2 separate regions of the Danio rerio genome follow, and region 2 is linked to region 1. Evidence: chromatin contacts called from public Micro-C data. All regions are on one chromosome and are shown on one strand. The core of a region is the stretch at or near the end of the contact, and the rest is flanking DNA. Distances in the headings are between cores, read along the strand shown.

Region 1 (7,887 bases), core at 3,858-6,357:
CATTTATTAACAGTTTTGCTTAATTTGTTTATTTTGTTTTTATCAATCGATTATCTCGCTAAATATTAAATACTGAACTGTGACTGGTCTTTGCTTGCATACACCACAAATGTATTTATTTAATAAAGCATGCAATAAAAGTGTTAAAATGCTATTTGAATATTTAAAGGTGCATATGTAAGTTTGACACCCAGTGGTTAAACTAGGTATTGCACTCCTGGTCCAAAACACACGGGTCGCCAGATTGAAACCAACAGCAGTGTGCCTGACTATTGAGCCTAAAGGCTGATTTAAACCGTGTTCTAAATAAAAGCAACAGCACGCGATAGGAGTATTTTCCATATTAAAAGGAGTTTTTTTTTTTTTTCTGACCAACACCTCAAACTTATTTTTAAAATGGCTTCTATTTCATGCATCTAAACAACAGAAAACTGACAATGATCACCTCAAATTCACCTTAGAGCTGCACAATTAATCAAAAAAAGATTGCAATCTCTATTCAATCCCCTAGACGATCTTAATCCAGCATTTCTACGATTCTGTCAATCATATTTTCACGTTCAGGAGAGAAGAAAAGGCGGCTGCATGAGTCTTTTCATTGTTTCACATACATTGCTCGGTGACATGGACACCTCTAAATGATGTTGAATGAGTCACATACTGTACCTATAAGGTATAATTCATCTACAAATGTCAGTGAGCTGTTACCACAAAGTTGAAGCACTCTACTTATTGATAAACGCGCGCGCGTCTACTTAAGTGAACAGAAGCTGCATATATTGTGAGTAACGGGTAATACAGTATTAAATAATGTTCAGTTTGTGGCACAGAGTGATCGTTTGGGAGCCGCGTGGGAAGTATGAACAAGCACTTATCAGTCAAAATGAAATGGAAAGTGTGCACTTCATTTAAATTATCATATCGCGTTTTAGAGTTTTGATTACAACAAGCATTTGACATGTTTTTTTTTTTTTCATAGTGAACAGAGTTGTGCATGAAAATAAATGTTTACAGTGTCAGTATTACTACTCTAGCCTATATATTGTTGAATATAATCTGATAATGACAAATGTCTGATTCTACCAGTGAATAAAATTGTCTAATAATGTTGTCAATGACAGATTGCAAGCATATGTCTCAAACATAATAATTCAACATCAGAATTATTATAAGTAGAAAATAATTATTCATAGAAACCAGTAGACCTACATATAATATTATTATCGATGCTGTGCCATATGTTTGTTTTTACCATAGCTTTATTTTACATCTACAGAATCGTGAGAAAATCTTAATCTTTATTTTAAGCAAAAAAATTTCGATTCTCATTTTAGCCAGAATCGTGCAGTTTAAATGCCATTTGACATGACATTTATTACCATACTACTAAAAACAGCAGTAGATAGTTTACCTCAGATCTTAAAAATAAATAAAACCGTTTGAAATTAAACTTTAGAACTGTGACTCAGTCCAAGCTAACACATATCAGTGATTCACTTTGTACACATAATACATTTTAAAGAGGTTTAATATTTATTAATTAGATTATAAACCCTACGATTTTGTTGGAGTGCAGTGAGTGCACATATACTGTAATATGTGCTGTATTTAAATTCTTTCATCTGGTGCAAACAGCCCAATTGCTTATCACTGCAAATCTTTTCACATAGCGTGCTGTTAGGACACAGGGTTACAATGTAACCTGCACACCTAATGTTTATGTTTGCAATATTTATATTATTTGCTATTTAACAACCATCTCATGTGAAACTCTGTGTCTACTTTCCTCCGGAGGTCACATTTTCGATCACAGACGCATACTTTGACAGCCTTCCCAACTGAATAAATCAAATACGCTGTTTTCCACAAAAACAACCCAGGGTGCTGAAAATAATTGGCTAAATTTTCATTGGGGGTTAAAAAAGCAAAATTAAAAACAGCTGTTACAGAACGTAACACACATTTTCGAAGTAGAATATCTGACTTCAGCATTGTTTTTCAATTAAACAAGAATGTTCCCTTAGCATGTTTCCTAAATATCTGCAAATATATTATGGTATTTTAATGCTTTAGAAGAGTCAAAAACTTACATACAGCACCTTTGCATAAGTATATTTTTCTTTTTTTTTTTTTGTATTTTAGAATGTAAATTATTCCTACGATACCAGTGCTGAATTGTATCTTCATTACTCAGTCGTCAGTGTCACATGGTTCTTCAGAAATCATTCTAATAGTTTAATTTTTACGGTTCAAGAAATATACATTTTTATAATCAATGTTAAAAGTCATTCTGCTGCTTAATGGTTTTAAAGGAAATCAATTTTTTTTTTCTGTTTTCTTTAATGGCTGAAAACTTCAGAAACAGTATTTGAAATAGAAATCTTTTGTAACATTATAAATCGTCACTTTGGAACTATAAGGTTCTATGTGTCTAGGTGTTCTGAATGATTTTGAGATGTTGAGCTTCAAAGTTTTTGCATTCCATATAGCAAACTGTATGTGTGTAACATTTGTTTTTTTAAATAAAAAGTAAACAACTTAAAATGTAAACAACTTATAAAAATCATCTCATAATGTAAATAAGTTGTCATTTAAAAAGAATATGTCAATAACTCAATTTTAACAACAATGTCAGATAGCACCGTATAATTCTTTGGTGACGATTCTTTGGTCAATTTTTTTAAATATGGAAGTCACAATTATGTCACAATGTCTATATAGAGAACATAGGTTGTAATAATTTTTTTATTTGATAGCATATGTTTAGCTCTTACACCACTGAATATCAACCGTAATTTCTAGCAGGCTGTTATTGCTGTTATTCTTGAAGTGCAAAATGTGCCATTACACTGGCAGCTTTTAAAATAAAAAAAGGAAGATAATGAGCAGTTTATTTCCAGACTTCTTTTGCATAATAAGCTACTAATCATACTGGGTTGCGACTTTTGGCCTCATTCATGTGCTCTTAGTTCACATTATACAGTATGTGTGTGGGCTGACTAAATATCACATACCTGGGTGCAAACATCACATCCAAGTGTGCTTGCAGATATTCCTGTGGTAATTGAATATCATTATTTCAAAGGAATGTAGTTGTCGGTTTTTGAGGAACGTTGGGCATGAACAATGCAGGCTTTGTGATCTCGGTGTGAAATAGTGGGTCTGGAGGAGGATGCGTGGGATTGTGATTTATTTATTAATTGTATGTTTACTTATAGTATTACCAGTATTTGAAGTTTTGTCTCTTAGAAATGCTCACTCGACAAAAAAAAGAGTTCCATCTATAATAAAAAAATAACATCCTCATCTTGCACAACCTAATAGCTTCACTATTATAGTAAAAGAGTTGCTAAAATTGCAAATGCTCAACTATTATGATTTATTCACAGAAAATGAAAGTATTAATTGGAAAAATATCAAAATGCAACCATTATCTTGCAGTCTGGAGACATGCATTGCTACAGGAACAGGAACTGAGTTTGTTAGGTTTCAAGTGATTAAACAGCAAGCACAAACTCTGCAAAAGTGCAACTTTTTCTGGCATGCTTGGTGTCTGAGTTCACTCAACTCATTTTCATGAGTGTGGATGGCAACATCAACAGCCTGAAATATCAAGACATTTGTGCTGCCCATTACATTACAAACCACAGGGGAGGGCAAATTCTTCAGCTGGATAGCGCCCCTTCTCATACTTCAGCCTCCACATTAAAGTTTCTGAAAGCACAGAAGGTCAAGGTGCCCAGTCACCAGACATGAATATTATTGAGCATATCTGGGTTAAGATGAAAGCAGAGGCATCTAAGATAAACCCGTATAATTTTGATGAACTCTGGGAGTCCTGCAAGAACACTTTCTTTGCCATTCCAGATGACTTAATTATTAAGTTATTAAAGTCATTGCAGAGATGTATGGATTCAGTCCTCCAGGCTCATGAGACATACACAATATACATTTTTCCACTGCACCATGACTTTATATTCTATACTGTACGTTATGTCTGTTAAATGACAAGACTTTTGTCTAAGCAAAGTCAGACCTTACTGTCCTAATTAAATTATATATATATATATATATATATATATATATATATATATATATATATATATATATATATATATATATATATATATATATATATATATATATATATATATATATATATACATATATACATACATACATACATACATACATACATATATACATATATATATACAGTATACACACATACATATATATATATATTTGTTTTGCTGTCATATACTAGAATTTGTTCATGTTTGGTACAGTTTTATTTGCAGTGAATAGTTGAACTGAACTATTATGCCTCATGTGTTTCATCAACAGTTTTATTCATCACTAAGATATGATTGACTTGGATTTAAGTTGCTTTGATTTAAATTATGAAAATCGAAAAAATAGCTTAAATGTAGGTACGCTACTTTTTCCAAGTAGCTTTTAGTTTAGCCTGCTACATTTCCCAGATGGTAACTTATAGTGTAGTTAAGCGACATTTTAAATAGAGTAGCTAATAGCTTAGCTCACTACATTTTTCAAGTAGCAGCCCAACACTAGCGATTTGTATGGTGAAACAGAGGCTTTCAGTGCTATCAGGCTAATGTTAGCATTTTCCAAGAAATCCTATTGCTCCATTACCCTCTTTCATTTTATTAAATTATTTATTGATTTTTTTTTATTATTCAATTTTTTATATCTGAATACCCTTAGACTGCCCTAGAAAACTATAATGCACTTTTTATTTCATTTTGATCTTTGTTTTAAAATGTTTATCCATGCTTGTAATTTTTTACGTTTTATGCAGATTCACTCCCCTACAAAATCCTCCCAAACAATCTAAATTAATGTTTTTTTTTTTCCAACTAGAGTTATTCAAGTCCTCTGAAACAGTATTCATCCTACAACATTTATTCAAAATATTGAGATTTTTCCAATATCGTGCAGTTAGTCTCGATAACGCCAGCTCGCACAGCTATTATATCAAGTACTATTCCCCGTGCACCAAAAAACAATGTGCGTTTTGTGTTGCAGACTCCTGGATGTTGGAGTGACGAGAGTGAAGAGAAAAGGAGCACACACCAGCGCTCAGCGTCCTGGGGCAGCTCTGACCATCTTAAAGAGGTACACAAACACACACACAAATACACACACTTCCACCAACAGCACAAAACACTCCCTTTTAACAGTGAAACACTATACGAAGTGTGTCTTGCGCACACAGCTGTGTAGTTTTTCCCCTTGGGTTTGGAGAACAAGAAAGTGCAATCACACTAACAGCTATTAACAGAGCTCTCACTGTCCTGAAAGTGATGAGCGCTGCACTTCTGCTTTTGCGATGATCTCATCCTGTGTGGCTTGCAATGTAGCCGCTCGTACTGGGGGAGGGAGGCGGTAGAAATAAAACCCCCGTAACCTAGCTCTGCACGAGGCTGCCAGTCACGACGACCCATCCGTCTCCTCCTGCACTAGCTGCTATATATAACTTCCTGTGTGGCTTCAGACTTCCTGCGCTGAGCGGAGTGTTATTGCTAGTGCTAGCCGCAGCAGAGTCAGCCTTATCACGGGTGCTCAGCTCCACCCTGACGATTCAGGGAACGGTGAGATAAGACTATATCTCCCTCTTTTTAACAATCAACTTCCCCTCTCTGCAACAACCATTATCCCCCTCCGCCCAAATTTATGGTTTTTCCATCGCCTCCAAGCTTCTGGAACAATGGAGATTCAAAGCAAGTTGTGTGTGGAGAGTCATGTCATGTGCGTCCTTTCACACTGAAGTCACATTCTTATCAGTTGGACGTTATATGTTGATGGAGAGTGCTGATCGTTGATGTGTAAAATCGTGTTTGATTTATGATGGCGGCCTGGTAGGTGTTGCTTGCTCTTCTTAGGTTTGACACAAACACAGTGCAGGTGCAATACTTCATTTCCTGTGCAAATCATCAAATTAAAGTGTGGCTCCTCAGATGTGCTTTCTGTCAGATTACACCAGAAAAACTTATATCGGTGTAATGATTCTTTAAACTAACAATTTTGATTTCATGATACAAGAAGACGTTATAGTGGCAGAGAGCGCTTAACATGCTGCAATTCAAGAAAACACATGCAATTACAAAAAAACGGCAGCAAATAGAGAAAATATATTCATCAGTTTGACAGCACAGGTGCTGCAAATCCTCACAACACAAACACTTTAAAAAACACGCTACATTTTTACACAACGCAAACGAATGAATAAAAAGTGTTGCATTTCTCACAATGCCAACAAAACACGGTAAAGCAAGACAAAGGAAATGCGTTGTAATGTCACTAAACAAGATTCCGCAACAATATGTGTGTTTGTGCTGTATAGTCCATGTAATCACATCATGAGCGACTTTAGCCGAGTCTGCGTGTGTATGTGTAATCACCGGAACTAGGAGCGTGTGTGTGTAAACGGTGCATGACTGGGTTTTGTAGTCCATGAAATGGTGGTAGTCCTTTGGCGATCTGCAGCCGCTATATCGCTGGTGATCATAGCACATGGCACAGTGGCGTCCAGGGCTTGACATTAAATTTTTTTTATCACTAGCTACTGTGGCTAGTAGATTTCCAACATCACTAGTCACTCGCCATTTTTACTAGCCATAATTTTGTTGTTGGAGAAAATATATTTTATATGCATAAATTTGACATTGGCATGTTAAAATTACTTAATTTACATTGTGTTATGTCTACATGCCACATTTTATTTTTATTTTACATTACTTTTTAGTGCTCAACACTAAGGACTTACCATTTTTCTTCTCTGACCAGACCAAACTAGTTATTTCCTGCCACAATTTTTTTTTTAAAAAGTGTCAAAACAAGCAAAAAGTATCTGTGTACACTACATACACTTTTTATTAACAACAGTGTTCTTAAAAAACAGTTGAATGAAAGGATGACCACATGCACATGGTTAACATTAGGCACAATATTTATCTATTTAAATATTGGTAAAAGCAAAAGTGGCTACAGCTGCTACCTATAAAAATTCTGGAGATCTCTTGAAAGCAGCAGGACAGTGGGTGCGCAAGCACTGCTTTTTCCCAATCTATTTCAAAGAGAAATGATCGCACCAGTTGCATTTCCAGGCACAGTTTTTTTGCGCAAAGAAACGGGAGCTTTTGAGCACTTGGTGCATCACATCAGCTGTGCCTCACTCACAACATCAGTGAGCGAGGATTGCCTATTCACGTCACTGTGCACCTGATCATCCTCTTATTCTGTATTTACCTGCTTTCTTTTGCTCACGCAAACAGTTATCAATAGTTCTGCTTCTCAATTCTAAGGGCACATTTGCAAGTATATTGACAAACGGTCTAAAACTAAAATTCTAATCTTTAGTGATGAGCCAGCACTGGCAATTTAAAAATGATATTCAACTAGCCAAGGTGGCTAGTGGAGGTGTTAATGTCAAGCCCTGGCGGCATCTGTCATGTTTTAGGGTCCCCTTAAAACAAACAGCACTGCATTAATGAAGACTACTCTAACTATGTATCCTACAGAGGCAAAATGAACAAATCTCTAACAACAATAATTTAACAGCCGCTTGGCCACACAGAAAAGCATAAATCTGAACATGAATATATTTACTGACGGTCAAGATGATTCGAAGTACCCAAATGAGCTTGCAATATTAGTTTCAGCGATTCTTACCTGGGATTATTACATGGCTGTTTGGAATATTTCATTCTGATTGGTCAGTCATGGCATTCCAAGGTACAGTATGATATCTCGAGATAACAACTGCTAAATAACGCAGGCATATTCAGGAACTTTGAATCATCTTGATCGTCAGTAAATACTGTATGTTCAAATCCATATACTTGCATCAACATTTATATGTGT
Region 2 (7,887 bases), core at 1,303-3,802, 85 kb before region 1:
TCAATATATTGAAGAAAAAAATAAAAAAAACGTTTACAGAGGTGAATCATACTGGACTGATCACTCACGGGTTCATTGAGCTCCACTGACGCTGACTTTCCTTCACCATCTACCAGTGTAAAAACCTTTCCTGATGGATGTACCTGTCAACACACAACAATGTTTACAGACTACACATAACTCACATCAGAATAAGCATGATCACTCAATGAGGAACAGTTCACCCAAAAATGTAATGTAAAGTCCTTTTTATTTAATGTCATGTCAGGAATCAAGGCTATTTCCATTTCAATAATAAATATACAATTAAAAACAACAAATAAATAAATACATAAATTAAATAAGATTTTGTTGTTGTGTTAATACAGGATAAAAATTCAACAATTTTTCTTGGTGTGATTTTTAATAATGTCCTTAAGAGTATTCATTTTAATAAAAAAGCCTTCTGGAATAGTTAAAAGCAGGACAGTCTAGTACAATGTGTTTTACAGTAGGGGGAATTGTGCAGTACAAACATTAAGTGGGGTCTTCGTCTTTAAGCAAAAATGAACGGGTTAATCTTGTATGTCTAATATGACATCTGTTAAAAATTCCTTGATCAAATCTAGTCTTATAATCTCTTAAAACTTTGTTTGAGATTTTGAGTTGTATTTTATACAGTTTATTATTTTCCAATGCATCCCACTCCTCTTGCCACTTATTTAAAATGTACCCAAAACCTAAAAAGTCATCCTTTGCTTATCCACAAGTGGTTCCAGACCTTAATGAGTTTTTCTTTTGAAGACTTAATAATATATTCTGAAGAATGTTGAATGAACATTAGCCACTGACACCTCTAACTTAGTAGAATGAAAACAATAACAACAACAACAACAATAATAATAGTAATAATAATACAGTGCAAGTTAATGGCTATAAGCTTCTGTCATTCCTCCAAGTACATTATTACGTTAAGAGAAAAAATCTACGTTAGGAATTGATTTGTAGAGAATGCAGTTCCTATCTTCAGTTCTGTATTGATAGAGGCTTACATGTTTGTAGTATTTTACATTTAGTATGAAGATAAGTCACATTTGAATAGATTGCCGTTGACAGAAAGAAGAGGAGCCGTTGTGTTTAGTAGTGTTATTTATATATTTATGTATTGTTAATTATTATATTTAGCAAATACAGTTATGGTTGTAAAATAATTGTGTAAAATTGTAAAAGGCTGCATTTCAAGGTGTAAAAACTGAAAATAAAATATTAACGCGTTAGAACTGGTGGATGGTGAGCAAATGACGTTATTTAAGTTCTATGATGGAGTTATGTGACTCGATACTACTCAAACACAAACTGCTACACGCTCATTGCTATCACTATGTAAAATCAGAAAGCTCAGTATTGAGTGCATGAGTATAAGGAAAGTTCATTAATAAAAAGCTAACGTTGGGTGTATAGCGCAAACAGGTTAATACCTTCTCCAAGCGTCCAACGAAGCAGACTGGTCGACTGATATACTGAGACAGCATCGACGTGTTGATCCGGGTTTTCGGAGACTCATAAACGCCTGTCATTGTGGATGTTTATGAAAAAACTACAGCTGAAAAAAACACGCAAAAAGACTAGACGCCAAGCAGTCGAGTCAAACACCAGAACCGCGGGAAAACTTAAGGCAAGTGACGTATTGCAGAATGACAACATTTCCGTTGCGTCAGGAAACAACGTTGAGAAACAAATAGCTGTGTAACTGTAGTTCCTTGTCAGAACTCTTTCTGGATTTTTTTTTTACAGATTTTTTTTTACAGCTGTGATGAACACAGAGCCAGGAGTTGGAAACAATGCCAAACAGCATATCTGTATATATATATATATATATATATATATATATATATATATATATATATATATATATATATATATATATATATATATATATATATATATATATATATATATATATATATATATATATATATATTGTATATATATATATATTGTATATATATATATATATATATATATATATATATATATATATATATATATATATATATATATATGTGTGTGTGTGTGTGTGTGTGTGTGTGTGTGTGTGTGTGTGTGTGTGTGTGTGTGTGTGTGTGTGTGTGTGTGTGTGTGTGTGTGTGTGTGAATAAAATGATATGTTAAATAATACTATATTGAATAATATTATATATTATTTTTATTTAATTATTATTATTATTATTATTTACGACTACTCCTACTTACTGTGTTTACTATGTTTTTTTTATTATATATAATTTATGTATGTATGTTCTTTTTTTAATGTAAACCTTCAAAATGCTTTGGCAATGCATTTGTAACAATTGTGATGCCAATAAAGCAATTATTAAATTAAGAAAGAGAGAGAAATGTGGTATTAAAATTTGTGTCTAGAAACCTAAAATATAATTGTTATTACATTACCTGTAACAAGTTTGAGAGGTACTATTTTTTTCTTCTAAAGCAATTTTCGGACTCTATTCGTTTGGTTTCCACACGGAGCTAAAAAGTTGACGGACACGACGTTGGAAGGATTGGTAAACAAAACTTCAGTCGAGTAGCGTTAACTCGATATTTACCTGAATCAAGCTGACATATTATTCACATGTGATTATTAGTAAGACAGCATTTAATTCAAATACGTTGTTGTATGGTTGTTTACAATATTTCAGCAAGAATGTTGTAACGTGATAGGAAGAGCAGCGCGTGACTGTTTCAAAACTAATGCTTGGTAACTTGCTCGACTCTTGAGTTGTCAAGGATAAACGAAACAAAAGCCAGGTTTCATTGACCTAACTCTGTTACTTTTATATAACCGCCTATAAATAGAAACTTACATCTGTTGCGCATCACGTGTGTTTTTGAGGAGTGATTCTGACTTTTTAATGACAGATAAACAAAATGTTTAAGTTTTTCGGATTCAAGAATGACGCTGCCAAAAAATCTTCTGAGAGAGAATCTGATGGATTTGTCATTATTGGTGAGTTATTTTATCATTTTATTTGACTACTCTCTGTTGTTTCATTTTTATTCTTTAAGTATTCTTTGTGTACTACAAAAGTGAAAACACTTAAATCATAGAGAAAATATGTCTGTATATCAAAACAACTACAGAAGGGTGTTTAAGGAAACCAAACAGGCCTATGCAAAGTACAGTTGAAGTCAGAATTATTATACCCCCTGTTTATTTTTTTCGTCTTTTTTTTTCAACAAGATTTTTTTCCAACATTTTTAAACGTTATAGTTTTAATAACTCATTTCTTTTATTATTATTTAGGAAATCAATTAACTAGTAAATCAGTCAGTCTACTGTCTACTGTGCCTGTCAGTAAAACTGTCTGTCAGTCAGTAAATGAAGTCTGTTTGTTTATCTTATCTGATATGATTTCAATCTCCTTTAAGATCTGGCAACATTTTTTTTTTTCATTCTTTATCTATCTACTCTGATTTGTGTAGGCTCATATATATATATATATATTAGGGAATACACACACACACACACACACACACACACACACACACACACACACACACACAGTTAAAGTGAGAAATATTAGCCCCCTTAATTATTAGCCCTCCTGTTTATTTTTTTCCATAATTTCTGTTTAATGTAGAGAAGATTTTTAACTAAATTCTAAACATAATAGTTTTATTAACTAATTTCTAAATATTTTATCTTTTGCCATGATGACAGTTAATAATATTTGACTAGATATTTTTCAAGACACTTCTATACAGCTTAAAGTGACATTTAAAGGCTTAACTAGGTTAATTAGGTTAACTAGGTTGGTTAGGGTAATTAGGCAAGCTATTGTATAACGATTGTTTGTTCTGTAGACTATCGAAAAATATATATAGTTTTAAGGGGCTAATCTTTTTAACCTTAAAATGGTTTTAGAAATTAAAAACTGCTTTTATTCTAGCTTAAATAAAACAAAAAGATTTTCTCCAGAAGAAAAAAATATTATCAGAAATAGTGTGAAAATGTCCTTGCTCTGTTAAACATAATTTGGGAAATATTTAAATAAGAAAAAAAAATCAAAGGTAAGCTAATAATTCTGATTTCAACTGTTTATGCAAAGTTATTTTATTTAATTGTATTTTAGAACACTGATAAACATGTAAGTGAATTTTGGTTTAGAGTCAAATATGGTAAAATGATTATTGATTCTATAAACCGATGATTTATTGTACTCTTATAAAATATATTAATTAAAAACTGACTGTTTGTGTTAAAAACATCTGCATTTACATTTATTACACAGCTTTTAAATTTGGAATCCAGATAGACATGATGTAACAAGGCAGGCTATTAAATACATTTTTAGTGCTCAAATCTATCATAATAAAAAGACTCAAATATATAACAATACAAATCACTTATTAAAGGGCACCTATTGTACCATTTTTTTTTGTCTCCAGAATGTGTCTGTAAAATTTCAGTTCAAAACACCCATGAGATTATTTATTATAGCTTTAACATTTTTTTGATTTTCTGCTTTGAACACTATGTCGCTGCTTTTGTGGGCTGTGTCCATTGTTCTCACGTGCCTGTCAGAGTTTGCCTCAATCTCCACCTCGGCTGCATCAAATAAATAGAGAAACGGTGACATACATGAAGGAAGCAGATCTCACGTAATGTTTGTGAGACATACGACAGTTAGAACATAACCAATGATTATTTGATGTATTTGTTGTGGAGTTAATTCAAGCCTTTCTGCGACTATGCGTCACACAAAATGTCGGTACAGACACACACACACACACACACACACACACACACACACAAAGCGGACACACACACGCAGCGTACGCGTTTAACTTTGCACTGTTTTTGAGACATGTTAATACACGGCTGTCAATCAATTTGATTGGCAGGGAAACCACAATCCTACATCACATTGCAGTGTGCCTCAAAAAGGGAGGGATTTGGATCCCATTTTTAAGTCAGGAAATTTAAAAAATCAAATCAGCTTTCAAAAGATGATTTTCATCATTGGTTCCCCTTTAAAACATATTAACACAGAGTTAAACCAGCACTCCACCAAGAATACTTTTATTTGCATTTTCTTTTTTTTCACAGACCTTTTTCTAATGTTTGTAGATAATTACTATGCAAGGTGATATTCTGATCACATTTTGCCCCAAGACATTCATAAAAGTTCGAAGCTACATCATTTTTAATAATTTATTTTCTATTCAATCATTAAGACATGTTTTTTCACAATGACTGGAAGTTAAAATGCTTTATTTTCAAGTGTGCATAATTATTAAGTAAATTACCTTTAATAGTTAAAATAGCCCAAAAACAAAATGTAATTAAAAAGCCAAAACTTAATAAATGCTCATTGAGAAACATGCAGTACTATTGAAATTGACAAGAAGTGCCCATTTTAGTAACTTGGCAACAAACAATCTTCTTCATTTTATCATCTTCTTTATTTAGTCCACAAATAAACAAATAACAGGTTGAGAATTACATGTGTAATTATGTTGAAAAATGTACCTCTACTCCTACCCTGAAATGTTGAGTGGAGGTCACTTTCGTATTTTTTATAATTTGACATTGTACTTTTGGAGACTCCGAGCAGGCTGCAGTTCTGGAAAATGGTGGCATTGGACTCTAAGAGTTCCTGACAATTTAAAGGGGACCTATTATGCCCCTTTTTACAAGATGTAAAATGTGTCTCTAGAGTGTGTATGTGAAGTTTCAACTTAAAATATCACATAAATAATGTTTTATAACACTTTGAAATTGACGCTTTTAGGCTTTGATTCGAATTGTGCCATTTCGGTGACTGTCACTTTTATTTCAAATGAGATTTTGCTCCCAGCTCACTTTTCAAAAGAGGGCGGAACTACAAATGCCTATGTGTCAGCATAGTGGCAGATTCAAAAACAATGTCCTATACTACTGAGGGTGATTTCATTACCGATGGGTGGGGCTTTTCCCCTCTGATGACATGTACAAAAGGAAAATGTCAATCAATGTGTTTCTGCAGACTGTGCAAATGTGATTAGAAAAAAACTAATTTAATACATTTTGTACTTTTTAGAGGCTGGTTATATTCACAGACCATTTTCAAAGTGTTTAAACCCCTTAAAAAGGGATTTTTGCATAATAGGTTAAATTCATACTTTAAATTCTTTTCAACATATTTTTCTTTGTCGTCTCGCTGCCCCAGTTTACATTTCCTGTCCAGTGTTTACACCAGTGGTCACCAAACTGCTCCTCGAGGGCCGATGTCCAGCAGATTTTAGCTCCAACCCTAATCAAAGACACCTGTCTTACTAGGTATACTAGTAACTAGTAAACATCCAGGCATGTGTGTTGAGGCAAGTTGGAACAAAACCCTGCAGGGACACCGGCCCTCCAGGACCGAGATTGGTGACCCCTGGTTTACACCTTAAATTAGCATTTTCTATTTTATTACCACTTTTGGGGCCATTTTACCTGTAAAAGGAATTAGGGCTACACAATATATTGGCTCAGCATCGATATCGCAATGTGATCATTTGCAAATTGCTATAGTCACATCGTGAGTATACGCAATGTTGAGTCAAGATTATAGTTTATTAAAGGGCACCTATCCTAAAAGGATTCAGACAAGAAATTGTACCATTTGTAAGAGCATTTTTTTTTTAAATTTGAATTCTGTATGATGAAGACTATGCAGTATTATTGTACATGTGATTATTCAATTACTGCTCCAGAATGTGGTTAGACTCCTCAGAAAACCATAAAACACTGTTGATTTCATTTGTATATTTTTCTCTATTGCATTTATCAATGATCAAAGGTTGTTTTTTTTTATATTTTATGCATGATTTATTTTCCTACAGAATCATCTTGTAATATTGAAGTCATCTGGTGAAATTGTATTGATATCACAATATATACCGCAGTACAATTAAATATTGAAACATTGTGCAGGCCTAAAAGGAAAAATACAAACATTTATCACATTCTTGTTCATAATTATACTTTGCCTTTTGCTGCATGCTAAATTAAAAAGTAGTTATTTAGATTTTTGTGGTTTGAAATTGGTACAGTGTAGCTGAAAGAAAAAATAGATTCAAAATACAATGTAACATAATAATCATGCACGCACTGTACAAATCAAGTATAATAATGGAAAATTAAAACTGAACTGAGCATTCAAACAGTGTTTCATAATGTTTAAATGCTGATTCACTGAGAAAGAGAAGAGAAAGGGTTTTAGTAAACTTTTCTATTATTTATATATTATATCAAATGGCTTTGGAAGACTCTCCTTATAATTAACTGCATTCTTACTGCCTACTGCACACAGTATTTTTGTGATCCTTTTTTTAAGAAATGCATGATTGTAAAGCAAGTTAAGAGTAAATAGGAACAGTTAAATCCTGATTGCTTTATGATGATTTACCTCAAGAGGGCAGTATATTTCCTTCCTTGCAGTGTGAAGACTGGCGTTGTCAATGGAAAAAGTTCTTTTCAAGCATTACTGTTTTCTTCTTAATATTTAGTAATAAGGACATAGATTTTAAGTTCTTTGTACCTCTATAGACGCCCATTCCCTGTACCTGGAGTGAAAACTGATGGCCAGGGGTCAGAGTTAGTCAAATGCCATGAATTAATATCCTTGAAAGTGGATACAATAATATTACACGCATTCTCCTTTGGTTGCGCTAGTCACAGCTATAATGTTTTATGTTTTCAGCTTGTCATGTTATCATATATTTGCACTTCTGGCAGACAGAAACCATTTAATCAGAATTAAAACTTTATTAGAGGGAATGTAGGTCAAAGGGAAAGCGGGATCCTACGCTTCATGAAGCTAAGGATATGTTGACTGAGGGCTTGAGCCAGATTTGAATAGCTCAAACCATGTGCCCATG

What was found. A called contact is a pair of places that touch in the nucleus more often than the background predicts.
Region 2: a contact with region 1 is called in a Micro-C map of caudal fin, with 8 times the contacts expected there. The contact joins the promoter of umad1 here to the enhancer-like site in region 1. A contact is called at or near these places in 4 of 18 Hi-C or Micro-C datasets (caudal fin, hematopoietic stem cells, skeletal muscle and 1 more) and 1 of 4 datasets of contacts at active chromatin or transcription factors (caudal fin).

The regions. Positions count from the first base shown.
Region 1 is chr19:27,789,106-27,796,992 of GRCz12tu, reverse strand. It overlaps glcci1a (glucocorticoid induced 1a), which reads left to right. Exons shown (of 8, transcript NM_001079950.1): 3 at 5,050-5,139. Among named protein-coding and RNA genes, the nearest start is that of glcci1a, 47 kb to the left of the region's middle. Within about 2 kb of position 5,107, at least 44 of the 62 cell types and tissues checked have an H3K27ac peak or open chromatin away from gene starts, as enhancers often do. A contact at or near this core is called in caudal fin, hematopoietic stem cells and skeletal muscle, where this site is marked.
Region 2 is chr19:27,871,544-27,879,430 of GRCz12tu, reverse strand. It overlaps umad1 (UBAP1-MVB12-associated (UMA) domain containing 1), which reads left to right and starts at 2,552. Exons shown (of 3, transcript NM_001128373.1): 1 at 2,552-2,986. The coding sequence starts at 2,908. rpa3 (replication protein A3) reads right to left here and starts at 1,618. Exons shown (of 4, transcript NM_200227.1): 1 at 1,458-1,618; 2 at 69-143. The coding sequence starts at 1,556.